Linked DNA regions of Capsicum annuum: region 2 is linked to region 1. Evidence: chromatin contacts called from public Hi-C data. All regions are on one chromosome and are shown on one strand. Each heading gives the region's core, a stretch centred on a gene start, on an enhancer-like site or on the middle of the called end of the contact. The rest is flanking DNA. Distances are from core to core; before and after follow the strand shown.

Region 1 (3,601 bases), core at 755-3,254:
CCAAGTAGCATCAACTCTGCCCCAGTAAGACATAGAAGAGAAAAAGAAAATCACCCACATGGTTTATATGCCATAGGTGCTTCAGGTAAATATAAAAAGATCATCAATCAGAAGTAGCATAATTGAGCATCGAAGTTGAAACTAAGATTCTGTTTTTGCATTTCTGGTTGTTAATTAACCAGCGAAAGGCAACTGTTAAGAAAGAATGGGAAGCAATGAAAGGCTCTTGTGAACTTTATACAAAGCCAAAGCTACGAATAAAGTATAAAATGAAACAAAAAAAAGAATGACCAACTACTTTACAAACATTTCAATAAGACTATACCTCAATCACAAACTAGTATTGGGAAAAATTATCATGAAAACATGGCTGTATAGAACAAAGGGCCACCTGACATCAAAGTGATTTTGGAGAAAGAGTTAGCATAGAGGTATCGGATGGAGCTTCATTCTACGTGTCACTGTGTTAAGTACCCGGAACATAGCATATTCATTTTTTCTGCTTCTGTCTTGTTGCTGGATCAACAGGATAGTTGTTAGGAAAACAAGCAGGAAGTTTTGGACCAAAGTCATAAAAGAAGAAGAAAAGGACTTGTGGCCATAAGACACATCAAAAGGACAAAAGGACAGACACGTCAGCTAGGTCCACACAAGATCCCGCAAATTGCAGGAGAATAATAGCTGACGACACATAATGGTATTTTCAGATGGAATATTGCTCCAGTCAAGCATTCTTATTGGCTGGTGTATTTCCTTTCTTGCCTATAATAGTAGAGTGGCTTTTATTCACTTGTAAAGAGGGAATTTTGATAGTACGAAGGACTATACTATTATTATTGTTCTCCAAGTTTTCTCTTGTACTTACTGATTAAGTCTTATCCTCCACAACTATTCATATTTATACCTTCGATTCTGGAACTTGCTGCACTAAGTTATCTTTGTAATCAAGCTGAAACAACAGCATCTGAGCATTACTATCTCGTTACTTATTTCTTTAAGTGATCGTTTTTAATTAACTTATCTCAAAAGATATTTACTTGTTTAACAACTAACTAACAAGTTAAATTGATCCATGTGTCCTTGTCCTCGACCTCGTGACAAATTTAACTGACCCAATTTCAAAATAAACAAATAGTAAGGCAATTATATGAATCTTGTATGCTTTACGTTCAGTTTGTTTTATTCAGGCCCATTCATTCCAAATCTAAAAAAAGTTAGAAAAAGTTCCAACTATACTAAATCTTTTAGTCCTATTGCAGAGAGAGGTCAGGAATATAAGTCAATTGCGTTAGAACAAGCATTAAAAGATAGATGTGAAATAAACAATTGCTCACCTTCCTTTATCTTCTCCACAGAAGCAAAAAGAGCTTTTCTTCTAGTCTTTTTCAACCACTGCATATAAACACAACCTCACAGCTTAGTAAGAAAAGAGTAGCGTTGGTAGTGTGCTTACTAAAATAGAAGTCCGATATTGACTACTCACCCTTCCACATCGGTAAATGGAACGTTCCACAAACAAGCAAACAAATACCATAACTGTGGTGACTGTTGCCACTGACCACGTTGGTGTTTCCTCCAATGACCTTCCTTCCCTGAAAACGCCTTCCATATATCCTTCTTCACTTTCTTGGAAATCAAGATCTAGCTAGTGGCGGGGTACTGAAAAGGCTACACATATTTGTCTTCAACAATATATATATATATATATATATATATATATATATATATAAAGATCTAGCTAGTGGCGGGGTACTGAAAAGGCTACACATATTTGTCTTCAACTATATATATATTACGATCCACCATGGAATCTTCCTCTTAATTTCTTTCAATCGCTTTTGTTGGACTAAAATAGAAAGAAATTTGGCTAACTTGCTAATTCCTGTTTGACTAAAATAGGAGTAAACTGTAAGGTAAGAATAAAAAATGGGAAAAAGCCCAGCTACAAATGCGTTGGGAGCTGCTAAGATCTCTTTCCTTTTGCTCCCCCCGAGTCCGACCACTCACATGCATGCTGACTCTAACTTCCAAACTTCCGGTTTTTGTGCGTGTAATTATAAAACTACGCCATTTCATAATAAATAAATTATTGAATTTTAATATACATATTAAGAAAAAATATTAAAAACATAAAATTAACATAATTTTTCATTTTTATCCAAAAAAAAAAAAAATTGATCTTATAATTTAACCTTTTCAAAAGTTAATTAGTTATCAAATTATAAGGACAAATTTAAAAAAAAATTCAATGATTCACTTATTTTGAAACACCAATAAATACCCCAACAATTCACTTATTTCGAAACGGAGGGAGTACTTACTTACAAGGCTATATAAAGTCTTTTCATAATTATAATCAAATTTGGATCAAAAAATTGTGATCATTTAACACATTTCTTTATTTAATATTATATAATATTTAATTTTATTCTTTATTTTATATTATTTAACTTTACCTCCTATTTCAGTCCATCCAATCACATCAAAACAAAAATATTTTTTATTTTTTAAATTTCTTTTTTAAAAAATTTTAAACTTTTTTCTTATTTCACCCTCTATCCCAACCTTGACCCCACCTCTAACCAAACCCCCAGCCTAATTCATTTAAAAAAATGTATCTCAAAAGAAAAATTCTAAATTTTTTCTCACCCTACCCTCACCCATCCCCTACCACCCCCAACAAAAACATATTTTTTTAATTTACTTTATAAACAAAAATTTAAAAACAAATTCTTACCCTATCACCTAACTTACTCCTACCCCGACCTCCCACTCTCCCACCGTTATCTATTTTTAAAAAATTATCTTTTTTTTTATCGCACCTCCTTATTCTATTCGTTCTCATTGTTTTGTGTTAAATATATATAAATGCTATTAGAAAACATTTTTCTACTTGCATAACACAAGAAAATAAGTAAGAAACAATTTATTTTCCTAGAAAATATTTTTTTGATTCCATACCGAATATAGTTGTAGCATACACAAAAGAATCATTCAAACTTTGTACTTATTGTTGGTGTCACATCTCAAAACATCAAAACAAATTAAAAAATTTACTATAAAAAATAAATCCAGTTACATTTATTTTGATCTACACTTTTATTGATTTTGATAAAATTTACATAAATTTAATAACTTAATATATATTTACATTGCATAATTTGTGACAAATTCGTAGGAGAAAAGTTATTGTATTTATAATTATTGATAAATTTAATATTTATAATATTTAAGAGTATTTTAGTAAACTTGTCAGTTACAATACAATATAATACCGTCAAACCAAACAGCAAAATTGTCATTAAACAATAATAAACGATACAAATCATTCAAATATTGTATTGTATTATATTGTACAGTATAATATCATACCATGCAATACCGCACATTATGAAATCATGATAAACCGCCATCCAAATTGATACAAGCATGAAGAGCACAAAGAAATACAAGGCATGGTCAAAGGCTCAAGTTTTGAAATTAGCAAGTGTTTGGAGCTTTTAAAGTCTTGTCAAGTTGAAGGAGAAGAAGGAAATCAATACACTCAAGAGGCGTCTCACTTAAAGGGCAAGAAGAATTTTTCACCTTATATTCCAACACC
Region 2 (3,609 bases), core at 838-3,337, 310 kb after region 1:
TGCCCATTAAAATCTCTTCCCACGAAAAGTTTCTCAGTGCTCGGGATGCTTCTCACAGCCCCATCTAAAACCTCCCAGAATTCCTTCTTAATAACGTTCACCGTAGACCCTCCTATGACCAACTTAATAGACATTAGCCTATCACTAACTCTCTTTACCTCTACCACCTACTCCCTAAGATCTTCATCTACTAAGATACCTACCCCATTTCTATGTCTCACGCTACCCGAGTACCACAACTTATATCCATCCACATCTCTCGCTTTAGTGCCTACCCATTTAGTTTCTTGGACACACGCTACACTAACCTTCCTATTTCTAAGAATCTTCACCAGCTCTATAGACTTACCCTGCAAAGTACCAATGTTCCAAGATCCAACTCGAAACCTAGAAGCTCTCTTATCCCGCCTAACCTTACTACCCCTAGCCTCTAACCCCATACACGATCCTAGACCCGACCCAGACCCAGACCCAACACCTTCTGACCCCGACCCCGACCCCGACCTATGACATAACCCTTATCTACCATCTTCAATCACCGCTACTATGCAAACAAAGGGGAAAGGAATGAAAGAAAAAAGGGAAGAAAGATAACAAAGAGGGATCAAGATAAGGTAAAAAGGGCACACTAGTTACAGTGAAGTCAATAAAGGAGCTAGGGACACAACCAACAATCTATAATAGATAGAGAGAGTAACAAAACCAATAATATAACACAAATTTTGATAAACAATAGTCAATAGCGGGAACTAATACTACCACAATTAATGAATATGCTAGTAAATCAAGTAACAGTAATCAGACAAGGTAACACACTCCAAAACTACTAAGAACAATAAAAAGATTCACACATAAAACCCTATTACAAAGTAACCAATCAACAAAAAATTTGACACCCACAACCAGATAATCAGCCAAGAATAGTATAGAACACTACCAGTATCAAGAAAGCTAAATACAACTAGAAAAGATGGATCGAGTGCACCTGATCGAAGCTGGGTTATATCTGTATACTTGGTTGAGTCGCTAGATTTCGGCAATTAGCGGTAGAAATTAATCGCCGGAATAGTATCGTCGTAATAGTGTCACCGGAATAGTGTTACTGGAATAGTGTTCCTCAATAATGAACCAACCTCCAAAATCGATATTCAAAAAATTAAAGCTCGAAACTGGTCGCGATGAATGGATTGAGTCAAACGGGATCCCGAGACTCAAACCAGTAGCGAAACCCGATGAATCTGAATCAAGAAACGCGACTGAACAACCAACCCGTATATAAAACTATCACAAAAATCAATTCGAATAGGACTAATTTCAGTAAAAATCCATTGTTGGTTCACGTCCGACGAGTCTTAATATTATCCAACCGGTTCTATTTAAAAATCGAAAGAAACGAAGAATTTCAACTTGGAATATCAACCAGATCTGGTTCATGGTTGTTGTTGGGGTGGTGGCGGCTTGGTGGATCTGGAAGCTCGCCGGTGGTCAAATCCGGCGAAGCAGCGACGGCTAGTAGGTTTTTAGGTGGTGGTTTGTGCAGCTGGTGAAGGAGGAGAAGGGAGAGGTATCGTGCGGTGGTGGGGGATTTCGTGGTGGCTGGTTGTTTGTCTGCGAGAAGCTCTCCGGTGAAGGAGATGGTCTTTGAGAGAGATGGTCTCCGGTCAATCGATACTTTCGATTTTAAAATATCCAATCAAATCACGACATAAGATATTTCATAAAGATTAGACGATGAAATAACCCAACCCATCCAAATGCAAGTTTAACCAAATAAAAGACGCCAACATTAGTGATTTGCAACTTAAAGAGAGGAACAAGGCAAATAGAAAAAACTGTGTTTTATCCATATTGAATATAAAAAATAGTCGAGTGAATAAATTTTCCTTGGGTTTTGAAGTATTGCAAGTAAAACTTTAGGACCATAGAAACTCATATAATTCAAATCGTTACAAGTGTAACACCAGGACAATCTCCTGATCACTTATACAGAAGAAGGATTAAAAAGGGAATGAATGGTTCACGTAGCAGTGAAAGAGTATATCGCATTTTATAAACTTAAAAGAACAAGTTCAACAATTTGTTGTCATAACAGCAACAATGTTTCATTCCCCAAGAAGCAATTTACAAGTTACTCCCTCTCTTCATTATGTCAAAATAAATGAGGTAAATTGGGTTTGCCCATCTTTAATAATGGGTCATGTCCAACCCATTATAAGCTGGGCGGATTGGACGGTCATTTGGGCTTGGATCAAATTTACTTCTGACCAACTTCTATTCTCTTCTCTATCACCCATCAACTGAAAAAAGGGGGGGGCGGGGAGGGGACCGAGTAGGTAGAGGGAGAAGCGAAGTGGGATGAGTGTAATAGCAGTAATACTAGTAGAACAATATATTAGTACTATACTTTTCAAGACCAAGAATCAAACCCAACTTTCCAAAAAAAAAAACATATAGAATCACATATTTGTTTACGGTCTCTATGAATGTCAAGAATGAGGTACCAATTGGGTTACATTTGTTTCTTGCTTTTCTTGATTTTTGATTCTACATTCGAGCAAGAAGAGAGATTGGCATTGCTTCAGCTGAGATCTTCTTTAGGATTAAGAGCCAAAGAGTGGCCTATAAAGGGTACTCCTTGTTTAAACTGGCGAGGTATTACTTGCAAGAATGGTCGAGTTACTCAGATAAACATCTCTGGTTTTAAACGTACACGAACTGGGAGTCAAAATCCTCAATTCTTGGTTGATGCTCTTCAAAATTTGACTCTTTTGGAGTCATTTAATGCATCAAATTTTGCACTTCCTGGTTCTGTTCCTGAATGGTTTGGTATTAGTCTTGAATCTTTACAGGTTCTTGATCTTAGGTTCTGTTCAATAACTGGTGCTATTCCTTCCACTCTCGGCAATTTGAGTAGTTTAGCTGTTTTATACATATCTAGTAATGGTCTTAGTGGAATGGTGTCTTCAAGTTTGAGTCGACTGGAAAGTCTTTCAGTTCTTGATCTTTCACACAATTCGCTCGTCGGTTCGATTCCTGCATCATTTGGCTCTCTTGGAAACCTTACTTTTCTTGATATTTCCTCAAATTTATTGTCCGGGGTTATTTCTCCTGTCATTGGGAATGTTGCCTTCAAGAAATTGAAATTCTTGAATCTTTCTCAGAATATGTTTTATGGGAATCTACCGCCTGTAATTTGGAGATTCAGTTTTCTTGATCTATCAGACAATTATTTCCAAGGCAAAGTTCCTGAGCACTACGGGCAAAGTAACGTATTCTTTAATAGAAATTGCCTACAAAGATTGGAAAGTCAAAGGGATACAAGTGAATGTGCATCTTTCTATGATGAGCATGGCTTGCTATTTGATAATTTTGGAGAGTCAAATGCCATGGAGCTTCCGGCTCCTAATAAATCTGACAAGACGAGTCACAAAAATGTAATCATATCAGCTGCTGTTCTAGGGGGTGTTGGAATTATTGCTATTGTGATAATCTTTGTATTGCTGCTGATTTGTTGCTGCAAAAGGGGCGGGACGAATCAAACGTTCACTGGTGTAGAGCCTGTTCCTATTAGCGCAAGTCCTCCCCCACCTCCAGGTGCATCATTGAAAT

Evidence for each region. A called contact is a pair of places that touch in the nucleus more often than the background predicts.
Region 2: a Hi-C map of leaf shows a contact between it and region 1, with 2.0 times the contacts expected there. The contact joins the promoter of LOC107845693 here to the promoter of LOC107845695 in region 1. A contact is called at or near these places in 2 of 5 Hi-C or Micro-C datasets (leaf and placenta).

What each region holds. Positions count from the first base shown.
Region 1 is chr10:121,746,924-121,750,524 of UCD10Xv1.1, forward strand. LOC107845695 (MLO-like protein 4) reads right to left here and starts at 2,005. Exons shown (of 13, transcript XM_047398123.1): 1 at 1,484-2,005; 2 at 1,335-1,392; 3 at 1-16. The coding sequence starts at 1,609.
Region 2 is chr10:122,055,024-122,058,632 of UCD10Xv1.1, forward strand. It overlaps LOC107845693 (probable LRR receptor-like serine/threonine-protein kinase At2g16250), which reads left to right and starts at 2,088. Exons shown (of 4, transcript XM_016690144.2): 1 at 2,088-3,609. The coding sequence starts at 2,484.